Linked DNA regions of Mus musculus: all the other regions are linked to region 1. Evidence: chromatin contacts called from public HiChIP or PLAC-seq data. All regions are on one chromosome and are shown on one strand. Each heading gives the region's core, a stretch centred on a gene start, on an enhancer-like site or on the middle of the called end of the contact. The rest is flanking DNA. Distances are from core to core; before and after follow the strand shown.

Evidence for each region. HiChIP or PLAC-seq counts read pairs in DNA pulled down with a chosen protein or histone mark.
Region 2: a contact with region 1 is called in an H3K4me3 HiChIP or PLAC-seq map of bone marrow-derived macrophages, with 4 times the contacts expected there. The contact joins the enhancer-like site here to the promoter of Lrp12 in region 1. A contact is called at or near these places in 1 of 39 promoter capture datasets (liver), 1 of 15 datasets of contacts at CTCF or cohesin (the NIH/3T3 cell line), 3 of 484 Hi-C or Micro-C datasets (cortical neurons and nephron progenitors), 8 of 115 datasets of contacts at active chromatin or transcription factors (the 230-238 cell line, the SCID.adh cell line, bone marrow-derived macrophages and 2 more) and 1 of 9 other capture datasets (adipose tissue).
Region 3: a contact with region 1 is called in an H3K27ac HiChIP or PLAC-seq map of embryonic stem cells, with 9 read pairs. The contact joins the enhancer-like site here to the promoter of Lrp12 in region 1. A contact is called at or near these places in 1 of 15 datasets of contacts at CTCF or cohesin (CD8 T cells), 12 of 484 Hi-C or Micro-C datasets (ECoMG-derived neutrophils, the HL-1 cell line, the P5424 cell line and 7 more), 9 of 115 datasets of contacts at active chromatin or transcription factors (the 230-238 cell line, bone marrow-derived dendritic cells, bone marrow-derived macrophages and 2 more) and 1 of 9 other capture datasets (adipose tissue).

What each region holds. Positions count from the first base shown.
Region 1 is chr15:39,941,799-39,946,129 of GRCm38.p6, reverse strand. Lrp12 (low density lipoprotein-related protein 12) reads left to right here and starts at 2,136. Exons shown (of 7, transcript NM_172814.4): 1 at 2,136-2,526. The coding sequence starts at 2,448.
Region 2 is chr15:40,065,205-40,069,535 of GRCm38.p6, reverse strand. The region is part of intron 2 of Gm33251 (predicted gene, 33251); the gene reads right to left. Among named protein-coding and RNA genes, the nearest start is that of Gm33251, 22 kb to the right of the region's middle. Within about 2 kb of position 1,740, at least 14 of the 459 cell types and tissues checked have an H3K27ac peak or open chromatin away from gene starts, as enhancers often do. A contact at or near this core is called in bone marrow-derived macrophages, where this site is marked.
Region 3 is chr15:40,016,882-40,021,212 of GRCm38.p6, reverse strand. No RefSeq gene overlaps it. Among named protein-coding and RNA genes, the nearest start is that of Gm33251, 26 kb to the left of the region's middle. Within about 2 kb of position 2,237, at least 36 of the 459 cell types and tissues checked have an H3K27ac peak or open chromatin away from gene starts, as enhancers often do. A contact at or near this core is called in embryonic stem cells, where this site is marked.

The DNA of each region.
Region 1 (4,331 bases), core at 887-3,386:
GTTGCATAGCCTGTATTGGTAGAGGTGTTCTTGAGACTATTTCAAGGAAGTTTGTTTTGTTTTGTTTTTTGTTTTGTTTTTTGTTTGTTTTGTTTTTGTTTTGTTTTTTGCAATTTGCAGATCTCTATGATTCTAAATTTCTTTCTTTTTTTCGGGGGTGGGGGTGGGGTTCGAGGCAGAGTTTCTCTGTATAGCCCTGGCTGTCCTGGAACTCACTCTGTAGATCAGGCTGGCCTCAAACTCAGAAGTCTGCTTGCCTCTGCCTACCAAGTGTTGGGATTAAAGGTGTGCGCCACCACTGCCTGTTTTTTGTTTGTTTGTTTTTTGGTCTAAATTTCTTAATATACTTCAACCAAAACAACATACTGTAACAGATTGGCTTCGGAAACAGATATGGGAATCCAGATGTTTTCAGCCAGACAGACACAAGGAAGGTCTGCAAAGAGAGAAACTACACCACTTTCCTATTTGCTTTAGAGATGGTAACATGGATTCTTATGTTTTATTTGAAAAGAACTAAAAATAGTTAAAGCTTCCATTTTAATTTCTAAGTAGAAGTTCTCCAGAGTCCTCATTAAAATTTAAGAAGGCTAAAGGGGCTTAGAAAACAAAAGATTGATTATTTGACAGTCGAAGAGGCCACTCAGTAGATGAACAAGTGTTTGTGGAGGAGTGCAGGCGAAAGGGTCCTGGGGGTGGGGGGCACCATGTGTCTCCTCTTGGGACAGAGTTCCTTGAATGGTACTGAAAGTGATGGGGTGGGAGACGAATGCAGTACAGTCTACTTTTTCATTGTGTTTGTGGCCTGACACAAATTCAATGAACAGAAAAAGCTCTGGGAAAAAACAAAAAACAAAACAAACAAACAAACAAAAACAGCGATCAGAGTGTAGTGTCATAAAACAAGGAATCATATCTGCTGATTGCAGAATCAGGAACAACAAAATTGCTGTGTTCTCAAAAAAGAATAGAAAAAAAAAATCCCGGTTCAGGACTTTTGTTTATTGCCATCTTGTAAAAGATTTCTTAAGCATTAACTTTTCTCTTCTGACATATAATTTCAGGGGGTCACTAAAGGGTCAAATAAGCAAGAGATACAGGAAAACTCTAATGTACCTCCCCAGGCATATACTAAAATTTAATGTAACTGATGGGTACTAAGCATTTTGCTTGAGTTTCCTGCTAGTGTGAAAGTGCTTGACTTTGGGATGGGGGAAACAAAGTCCGTAGATTTACTTGATAACTCCTTTGGGATAATTTAACCTCTTTGAGTCTCATTAGCTTATCTAAAACGTGGATAATATTCATCTCACAAGATTGTCGGGAAACAAAGATAGCCTGTGTCAACAGTACAGCATAGGGCACTGCTGATCTTCAGCGAATAGTGGACAGTGCCTGTAAATGGCAAGGACAGCAGGCAAAACAGTGCAGACGACACTTTAAAAAGGTGGAAGTGCCAGTGTGTCACTACAGACAGAAGCTCTATGGGTACTTAAGGGAAAGAAGTGTCATACTTGTTAGGAGCTGAGAAGAGGCTTAGGGCGGGGGGGGGCGGGGGGGGGTCAGGGATATCCCTCTTTCCACGTCCCAGGTCCACTCCACCCCACCCGAGTGTCAAAAGGGTCTCCTGCGTCTTCCCTGCCAGATTAGAAGCACAGACCCTGTAGCCCGGCCGGATGTATCCCCAGATCCTTTGGCTGAGATTCTACATCAGGTTATCCACAGGGACCTACGACCCATTCACTCTTTCAGAGCCAAATTCAAGCGGAGCCGGCAAGGTCGGGGGTCTTAGCAACGGACTTCTAAGTTCCCACCCCTCTTCCCTCCACGCGTAGCTCATCAGCCTAGAGGATCTCCGGGGAGGGCACAACACCAAGGCCGGGGACTGCGGCGGAGCTCGGTCAGAGCACATCCCCGCCGTCCCGCTCCCCCCTCCTTACTCCCCACTCCAGCCCTCGAGCCCCTGGAACCCAGCGGCCGGCGTTCGCGTGCTCGCACATCGATTGGCACTGCCTCGCTACTCCGGCTCCAGGCGCGGCGAAATCCGCCCGAGCTCGGCCGAGTCCAGGGAAGCGCGGGGCGGGAACCAAGACAGGCGGGCCAGGGGATTGCCGAGTGCACGGATGAGCGCCGGTGCCGGCTCGCGCTCAGTCTGGCGGGTGGCGGCGCCGGCTGGTTGTGCGGCGCGAGGCCGGAGCCCCGCAGTTGCCGGCCCTGTCGCCTGCGGCTGGCGCGCGCGCTGCGCGTCCCTGCCCCCGGGAAGGCCGGCCCGCTAGGGGCTCGCGCGACCGACGCAGGGCCGGCGGGAGGGAGCGCGCGCGGGCGGCCCCGCCCCTCCCCCTCCGCCGCCGCGGAGCGCGCAGGGAGCAGCCAGGGGCTCGGCGGCGGCGGCGTCTGGCCCCAGCTCCTCCTCCTCCATCTCCTCGCTCCCTCCATCTGCCGTGGGTATGGCCCGTCGCTGGAGCACAAAAGAGTCTCAGCGGCGGGGGTCGGCGTGGCTCTTGCTTTTCCTCGCTGGGGTGTACGGTAAGTGTCCACCTCCCTGCGCCCCTCTGACCGAACAAAGCTGGGGCGACCCCGGGGGCCCCCCGGGCCTCCAGGACGGGCTGTGCTTGGGCGACCCGGGGAGACCTGGGTTGCCGACGGGACAAAGACCCACGCGGGATGGTGCGGGGAGGGTTGTCTGCCCGCGGGGATGCTGGGGTCCTCTGGCCGCCGCCGATCCTTCGGAGCGATGGAGGCGGGCCGGTCCGAGCCAGGGGTCCCTGCGGAGCGACGGCGTGCGGGAAAACTCCCCAGCCCGGCGCGAGGCCCCCGGCGGCTCGCTCCTCTAGCGCTCGCTGCCGGCTGTACAGTCCTCGCGCACAAAGATGTGACCGTGAGACTACGAAGGGGAGGTCGCCTCCGGGACGGTCCTGTCCCAGATCCTTCCCGAGGCAGGAAGTTCTCTTCTCAGTGAAATTGCTGTCGTGCCCATCTCTCTTAGTCCCCATTCCCTCCAAAAGCACCCCGATTGCTTCCTTCCCACCCCTCCACCTCTGCGCCTGGGGCTCTGTGGGTCTCGGGCGTGTAGGATCTCGTTCCCCAGTAGCTGCACTGGAGAGAAGGCCAGAAAATAGTTTCCAGCCCCACCTCAGTCTTTCTCTATTGGGACGTACAAGTCTGCCTTGACTCCCAGTTCACTTATCATTTCATCTGTGCCCTCTGATGCTGTTGTGACTCTTGCCTCATTCCGGTCTGCGATCTGGTTAGGGACACTACTTTACGGATTGCAGTCTGATTGTGTGTCACGACCGTGCTTTGTATGAACTAGAACTAAAGGAAATTAAGAGGACTGCTCACCACTGAGACCTCAGCTTGGGCTCTGACTTCACCATTCTTAGTTCTCATGAGTTAACTCCTTGAATGGATATTGCAGAGAACACAATTAACATTTCCATTTTGGAGTAATGGTTTGATTTCTCCAGAAAAACAAACAGAAGCTACGGGGGGGGGGGCGGGTATTTTTACTTATAAAAAGTCCACTTCATTTGCCACAAATACTAATTCAGTAGTATAGTGGCGGTGGTTTCTGTAGCATATAATTCCCCAGCATATGGTAGCACCTCTTTTGAAAGTATTTGTCTTTAATCCCAGCACTTGGGAGGCAGAGGCAGAGGCAGGCGGATTTCTGAGTTCGAGGCCAGCCTGGTCTACAGAGTGAGTTCTGGGACAGCCAGCCAGGGCTATACAGAGAAACCCTATCTCGAAAGTATTTATCTGTGGAATTAAATATGATGGTAACTTTCAAACCTTGAGAATTCTCATTATATGAAAAATATAATGAATGTAAATTGGCATTTCATGATGGCTAAGAAATAGTAATATTTTCAGTGTAGTTCACACGTGGTGTGTTATTTTGTTCTGATCAGGTGATGGGCTTATCCACATTTGATGTAGTAACTGTCAGTGATGTGTTTGTGTGGGACCTGACTGTTCACCGTTAGTGCCATCCCTGCTTGGCTGATGACCTGTGGGTTTGGGTCTACACCAGAGATCAATAAGCTATTATGTTGTTTGTTTTCTAGCCTGGAGGTGAGTAAGTCCTGCTCTAGGTTTGGTATAATGGCCCAGGAGAAAGGAGAGTGAGAGGACTCTTTAATCTAGGGTGATTAGGAATGTCCAGTTGTGTATGCTCTGCACTGTTATCAGAATTGAGTTTATGTGATGTCTGATCAGACTAAATAAATAAGTTGAGTCTTCAGGAAAACTCATGCCATTGGTGTTTGAAATAAAGATCCTTTGCCTTCAGAGATAAAGAGGCTGTAAAGCAGTATTGGTCCTGATGTATT
Region 2 (4,331 bases), core at 491-2,990, 120 kb before region 1:
CCTTAAAACAAGTAAAGTAGGAGACAAAGTCCGGGGAACCTTGCAGGGAGAATATATGCAGAGTGCAATCATCATGCAAATGGGAGGAAAGAGGGTATTCAAGAGCATGCAAGGGAATTCTAGAACACTGATGCCACTAGTAAGCTAATGACCAGGGCAGGTAGACCAGACTGTGGGGAGGGGGCTGGTAATGGTCAGGGTTTTCTCACGAACATATACTGTAGTGCTTGAGAGTAGATCATCGGTAAGTCCGTGACCAGCAAGAAAAGGCAAAAGTGGGAAAGGCCTGTGAAAAGAAAAGAAATCCATCAAATGTAGCAGTGTATTTATAAGGAAGGATTGAGGAACTGGGCGGTTTTCATTATGAGACCTCCCGAGAGTCCCCGGCGGCAGAGAGCCCCCGGCGGCAGAGAGCCCAACAGGAGCTTCTCCAGGATGGAAACAGAAGGAAAGTGGAAGCCTCATCTAAGTGACTGCAGGGAGCTGTTTGCCTCATTTTGAACACAGAAAAGATGTGAGATTTGCCTTCTTGAGGCTTTGATCTGTTATGTGAATGTAATTGGTTGAAACTTGTCTGTTGTAACATGAGCTAGTTGGACCCTACATTACGGTAAATCCCTGACCATCTAATTAAAATGCAAGGTAAAATCCTGACCATCTAATCAAAATGCAAGACAATCTTGAGTTCAATGGATTTCTGATTATTTGGTTCAATAGTGAAGATATGTAAGAGGCTACACCTATCCATAAATTAATCTCCAGTGCCACTAGAAATGTCCTAGGCAGAAAGGCAGAAGTCCAGAGTCCACAAGGCCAGCCCTGGAGTGTTCAATGCTTACCCAAAGTGCTGAAACAGTAGGTGCATCTTCCCTGACCTGATTTGTGCTGCCCACCTCAGTGAAGAGCCCTGGGGAGCAGACATTTGTGGAAGCTCAGAATTCCACCTACCTCTGACACATAACTTCTTGGTTCTTTCTAAAGCCACTTTCTGCCAGACTTTTTCTTTATACAGACCACATTTTGTCATTTATTAAAAGTATAATCTTTATTTTTGACTATTTTAAAGCATACTGTCATCTGTAGGAAATGAAAATAAAAACAGAATAATGATGTTCCCAATAACAATAAGAGGCACTGGAGAATACGGAGAATCAGGTATCCAAACTGCAACTTCCTTGCAGCCTATTTTTTCCCCTTTCATCATTGAAGAGAGAGGTGAAATGATCAGAGAAGGTGAAGTACTTATGTGAGTAGGTTACAGGCAGATGGGAAGGCAAATCAGAGAAGAAGGGGGCGGGGTCAGAGGAGCAGGCAGAGCCAAGTGTGCCAATCAAAGAGCAAAGAGCAAATTCATAGGAAGCTGTGGAGGAAGAAGGCTGAAGGAGAAGGAATAGGGGAGATTCTCATTATTAAAGATAAGCAAGTGACAGGGACACTTCTTCAACAACAGACTCCATTTATGTGCATCTACTCTGCAAACCTGGAGTTTGGTGACGGTTGGGACCTGTGGTTCTTTTTAAATGGCACCTGAGTTTAGACAAGGTGTATCTTTGGTTACACCTCCAGACCTTTCTACTAGAAAAGTCCTAGCCCTTCTTGTGGGGGAAGTAGGTTGCCTGGACACCCATCTGCTCCTCCTTTTCTGTCTTCTTTAATTTCACCAGGCTATGGAATGTGAGCTGCAGTTTCTGAACACATGAAAGGAAGTGGTGACCAAAAGAGGGATAGCTTGATTGTTACTCTGATGAGAGTGCAATTTTTATAATGCAAAGAGCTGCAATAGGCATTTGAAAGCGTCGTGTGACCTTCTCTCTGACGCATAGGACAATATAATTAACTTGCTTAGCAGCCTGGCTTCCCCTGGAAAAGATTTAGAACTCTGGTCTAGGGGCATATTTTTAGTCCTTGGAATAGACAGTTGTTATTTTCCATGAGAATTGCAAGCATCTTTATGTTTATTTTAAGCTGTCTATTCTATGAATCCATAATTCTTTAAGTATTAGTTATGGCTTATCTGGGACTTAAGAGGAGGAAAGAGGCTAGTACTCCAAAGTGTGTTAAATAATGTAAGGTGCAAGCTCCAGCCGGGGAAAGAAATTGTAAAGCTAAAGAATTCAATTTAGTTTTCAACTCCCTCTGGGCTATGTAACCTTCCAGGGCCTTTGAGGAATGCTTTCGAACTCCTGCAGGGTTCAACCAAAATAATTTTTTCAACACTGTATGAATTAAGTGGAGATGGGGTCCTCAGGATTCCATAGACTGTTCATGGCTATGCAGTAGTTCCCCCCAGGAAATATCATCTTGTTCCTCCTTGAAATGAATGCTCTCAACCTGCCAGAGAATTCCCAAAGAAGCCACTTTACCTCAGCCTAGTCCCTTAATAGAGTCCCACTGAGCCATTGTCCATTATCATGGGAGCTTAAAATCTTAAGCTCTTTTAAATTTTTCTGTGCAGACTTCCTCCAAGATGCCTTAAATGACCTAGATGCTAATGCCACATTCTGACTTCAGTTGGTTATCTGGGGAAATCCCAGCACAGCAAACTGAGGACAAATAAGAAATTCATTCAGACAGTGGTCTGGAAAGTGAGGAGAAACTGTTCCGCCCGTGGGGTTGGCACAGCAGTTTGGCATCTGCACTCTGAGCCCAGCTAAATTGCTCTGCCGCTAAAAGATGCCTAATGGCATGCCCAGAAGTGGAACAAACACAGTCCTGTGCTCCTGTGTTTTGGATGCAGCTGTAAACATCACTCTGTAGAAGAACTAAAAATATTTTCAAAGTAATGGTAACTCCTTGCTCGCAAGCACAAACCCGTGACCCATAATAAATAACCTATATTACTGTCATAATTCTGCCACAGCTGTGTGCAACATACCAACTATGTTCATGATCGTTACCTTACTCAGGCCTGAGAAGCAGCCCATGAGGGCAGGTGCTTGGCCTCTGCTTCACAATGGAGGTATCCAAAGTCGGTATCAGAAGGTAACGCTGGGTTTGATACCAACGGCTTCCTATTCTGACTTTCTAGTCTATGCTACTTATTAGTCTTCATTGCTACCCAGCCTTTGAAATAATCCTTAAGGAAGCTGGAGTCAGGGGATGGAACGCTTTGCCACATCCCCCTGCACAGAGTTAGCTAAAGGCAGGAAGAACGTGGGCTGCTGGGAATTATAATTCTAGATGCTCAGAGAGACGTTTTGACTCAATGAGTAAGTAAGCCAATGCACACTGGTGCCAGGGATTCAACCCAAGTTAGATGCCAGCACAGCGCTACAAACGTCATGACCAATCAAAACACGATCAGTAGCTTAGCCCTCATTGGGGTTTTCCTGGAGACTTCATGGTTAGAAAGACCATCCACTTTGTGCAGCAGAACAGGGACCAGAGACAGAAGCATCAAAATGAACAATTTAATGTAAAAGAAACCAGTGGGCAGAAAATGAAATCCTCCCCAATTGGGCTACATGTAAGGAACAGCGTGCACCAGCAATGCCACCGACAAGCACACTTGGGCAGGACAGGTGCTGTGTAAATGACATATAAACATTCGTAGCCTCGTGCACGGCCCACAGACTTTTGAGCCTTCCCTCAGCTCCTAGCCCACCCCTATTCTCAGAAGTGCGCTCCTTTTTCTTCATAAAGAAGATACTTCTATTTATAGCCACGTGGCCCTGGTGTAATGCATTGTCCTGGGACATGAGACCCCAGAAACTTCAGCAGGTACCTTCAGGATTCAGATCCACAGCTTAACAGTAGGACCAGTCACAATGAAGTAGGCAATGAGAATTCTATTTCCTTCTGATTGTATCTTTCTGTGTGCGATAACTGAGAACTTTCCACTAAGCTAATAACCTATAATTTTACTGTTTAAAATCTTCAGATTATTTCTGGTAATGGTAATATCAACTGATAGCATGCAGGCAATTGCCTTAAAAATATTAAATTTTGTAAAGTGTAGTATGCACACAGCAAAGAACAATAATATACAGCCAAATTTTCATGCATCTGTACTTGGCACTCAGGTCAAGACCATTCTGGACACTGGGCCTCACCTCATCTATCCATTTTTTTTTAATATCTTTCCAGTAGGGCCATCTCTCTCTCTTAACATAAATTTGTGCTCTCTTTCTCAAATAAACTCTTGTTAAAATAATTCATTCCTAATCACTTCTCATCTGTGTGAAAAAGGAAGGTTACAAACTTAGAAAGGGCAGCCGAATATCAACTCAGCAACAAGATCTGAAACACATAGGGCCCATTCTCTAGGAGACCCATGGCCAGACACCCGAATCTTCAACTTCTCAGAAAGAATTCTTTTTCCCAAGATGATA
Region 3 (4,331 bases), core at 988-3,487, 75 kb before region 1:
TTTTGATAAATGTCTTTATTTTTATTCAGTTCCACACAAGAGTTTAGTAAGTTATATAACAAAAGTTAAAGTACTAAACATCCATCAAAACACATTGTTTTGCTCGCACTTTAAGAAATGAAATAAGAGTTCTATAAAACAATTCCACTCAAAAGGACAGTTTTCATAAAGGACGCTTGCTATGGTTTGGGTAAGAGAACTCCGTAGATTCACATGTTAAAAGTTTGATCCTCGGCCTATTAGAGCATAATGTTCAGTTAGAAAGTCATCAGCCTTTAGCAGGTGTGGTCTAGTTAGAGGAAACCAAATCTTTATAGTCACCTCCTTCCTGTATCTTTCTGTTTCCTGGTCACCATGTGGTAAACTGACTCCCCCCTCCATGAGTTCATCTCTAGAATTCTGCTTTACTCTGGTCCCAAGAGCAACAGGCCAGCTGACCACAAGCTAAAACCCCCATGTCTGAGAGCCAAAATAAACCTTTACTCTGTATAAATTGATTTCCTCAAGAACTTTAGCACAGTAATGGAATTTGACCTCTTCTGAGCAAAATGTACCCTTCCTTCCCCTTTTCTTAAGGTCCACAGCATGGTATGTCCACCCCAGGATACGCCCTTGAAGAGTCAATAGAAACAAGACATTTCAGGCTTAAAATCTTACCACTCTATACATTGTGACAGTTGTGACAACTTAAATTGATGGATTAAAAACAGTACATATCTGCTCTGCTAGGCATTTCCATCTCACCCAGATCATCTGAGGACTTGGCATGCAATGATTTGGCAGGAATTTCACATATTAATTCATTCTGGAGCCAACAGGATACTATCTATTTCATCTATCAGCAGCACATGTGGTTTTAACCATGGTCTAGAAATAGGTTAAGAAATTCCCTTATGAAACCAATGTATCAGGATACTGCTTCTCAATTCTTGTTTTTCTCCAACTGTAATGATGCCTTTAGTCAGATTTTGGTGAAAGGGTCCCATTGGCCTGAGCACATGTTGACTCACTAATTTCTTATTTTGTCAGTAAGTCAGCTGATATGGAAATATTGCTGTTATATGTAAAAAATATACTGGAAAAATGCCAAGAATTTCTGAGAACCATCTCTCTTTCACAAGAGCATGTACACACACACATACACATATGCACACACACACACAATGAGAGAGAGATGGAGAGACACACTGATAGAGACAGAGACAGAGAAAGACAGAGATAGAGAGAATTAAATGTTGATTTTTGACTTTGTTTTTTCATTGATTACTTGTATGTCTGTGTGTCTATGACATGCATATCAGAGAGAAAAGATACTTAATTTCCAATGAAATAAGAGATAGTAAGGGTGAGAGAGAGAGAGAGCAAGAGAGAGAGAGAGAGAGAGAGAGAGAGAGAGAGAGAATCAACCACAAAGGTGACTTTTGGCTCTAATGTTGAGAGCGGTTCAGTTAGGAGGTAGTGTAAGACTCTGGCAAGCCTTAGTTTACTGGGGACTCCCTAATGAAGGACTCAGAGCCAGGAATCGATGCAAAAAGCAAGAGGAATTTATTGTTCCAACATGTTGGGGTCACCCTGCGTACGGAGAGAGAACAACCACGCGCAGCCCATTCGGTGAGCCTTTATACAGTTCTCCAGGCAGCAGCCATTAGGCACAATGTGATTGGCAGAACAGTGTGACTTTTAAACTGATTGGTCTTTAGGGAATGAGGTAGGTGGCTACAAGCTCTGGGCCTCCCCTACCCGCAGATGGTTTGTCTCTCCTTCAGGTGCTCTGAGGAATGTAATTAGCCCCACCCTTCCGGAGGGGAAGGGTGCCTATGACCTTTCTCTTCTAGGAGGGGAGAGGTCCTGTGGAATTTTCTAAAGTTCCTGAGCTGACCTCTTCACACAATTAATAATCGAAGACATGCCAGGTGATGACATGGGAAAGGAAGAGAAAGATGCCTCGGTGTGCACTGATAAACTAACCCGCAAACTGCCCTGAGGAGACCTCAACATACACTGAAAAGTTAACAGATACTATGTATCATTTTAAGTTTATATTTTATTAAGTTGCTGCATTAGCATGCGCAGAAATAGATTTCATTGTAGCATCTTATGACTATCATTAGACGGCTCTTATTTCTTCTTCTTCTCCACTGTTCTCACCACCCCCACCCCACACCTCTGTCCTTGTCCCTGTCGCTGCACCTCACAGCCCCTGCCCTCGGCTCTCTCCTTTCCCTTTGTTAGTCTCCTTAACAAGCAGCTGTCTCAGCTAATGGTAGCAGTCCAGCTTCCGTCACTTGTGCGTGGCCAGCTGGCTGCATTCGAATGAGAGACATTCTGAGCTATAATCAATCAAGCTGTGTATGTGTCTGTGACAAAATTTCGGCATATTCAGTACAGTCTGCTGAAGCTGTAACCTTGTTCACTAGGTAGCATTTAGGAAGAGCACTGCGTTATTAAACCCACAAAATAGACCAAAGAAGAGGCTCTTTGAACAATGCCCTGCCCTCAGCAACAATCAGGCAGGGCTTTGACCTTGAAACTGCACAGCACAAGACACTACTCAGGAAAGGCCAGCAGCCTCCACCTCACTTCTATTTCCTGTTGTACCCATTTTCTGGGATAGAACTTCTGGGAACCTCTGTTGGTTTGAAGGGCTGCCAATTAGCAAATCATCACTCGCTCAATTACACTTTTAAATACGACTTGCCTAAAGTTTCTTCTTACAGCTTTAGTATCTTAAGTGTTACGGCTATCTCAAGTAAACTAACTGAACTAATTGTGTGATAAACTTTAGTTCCACTATTGTGGCAGTTTGCTTGGCTCTTTTGAGTTTGACCAGTGTCGCATTTGGCCTCATTGGAGGAATCTGATGAGCAGGAAGCCTCCCCCTTGAGGGGTGAGCATACTTACCCACCCCAATCTGCACTGATGGAAGCCAGCTCAGACTTTCGCTATCAGAAAAAGTAGTTCACTTCGGTTGCAGCAGCTGAGCGGGAAGTCGCTTAAGCCTAAAGCTGTTGCTCAGCCTCTTCTCTCGTAGCCCTGTGGGAGTGCTTGCCTTGGAATGGTGTTAACACGGAGGAAAGGAGCTTAGAGAGTGGGAGAAAGGCTTCCTGGTGGCATCGTTTGTTCTACAGATCAAATCATGCCTCAAGCCCAACTACCTCTGCACTTGTTTGCAGTGGGAAAAGATCTTCATTAACTCAGACGTTTGCAGAAAACAGTGAGCATCAGAAAAAGAAGGGGAAAAAATGTATCGTAAATACATGATAAATATTTAAAGAATGAAAAAATCTCCTCATAAAAAGCAAAGTTGCCAGTTCTACAGACTGTTTAAGATTCTTTCCGTTGTTTTGAAGTGTACTATTAAATATAAACCGTCTCTTGCAAGATCAGAACTACAAAAGACCCAGACGTCAGAACCTGAAAAGGTGCCAGATGCTGGAGCCTTCAAAAGAAACAGAAGTGGCTAATGATTAAATGGAGGTCTGCTGTCACGGTCCTTGGTCTTTCCAAGTGGCTGTGTCTCAGCATCCCCCATCGTTTTATCCACCAAGAAAGATCACAGCTAATCAATTTCTCCCCAAGAACCCTACTATGTTTACTAGTACAGATACAAGACTTTTTTTTTTCAACTTTGAGTTTCTTGTTTATAATTTTTCTTGATCCTCAATTGATTAATCTATGCTGCCTCCTGGTAACATCCATTTAGAATATTAAAAAGTAAAGTAATTCATAAGAAATGTGAGCTTTTATGGTACCTGTATTTAGCAAGTGCTCAAAAAATAAGCATCAATTTAATTTCTATGCCCTGACAACAATTGAGGCTTTAGAAATGCCTCCTAAAAATCACTTTCATCGTATGATGGCCCCTGCTATGTGCTAGGAACCACACTAAATGTTTTAATTCTAACACTCTAAAGAGTTGACAACTTTAAGAGGTTATCCAGACATGGAAAATGAAACTCCAGTTTGTGGACTGACTCACTCACAGGGGAAAGATAATTGCCATCTCTGCAGAGTGAGGCCAACCCCATACACACACACCTCACCCACTCCCCACTCCCGCCACCCCACCTCATTCTTTACCAGTGAACTGCCATGTCTGCAGAACTCTGGGATGGTGGACACATTTGCTACTAAGACTTCATTTATAAGGCTCCCCTCAACACAGGAGGAAATGTCTGCATCTCTCCAGAAAGAAATGTAAAATGTTTTCCAAACCTCTAAAAGAGTTATTGTAAAAAGTGAGTCATTGGATCCCAATTTGTGTTCGACATCCTTGTATCTTTATCCCCTATGTTGCAATAAGAATCTCTTGCTTCATCCAGGCTAGCTAA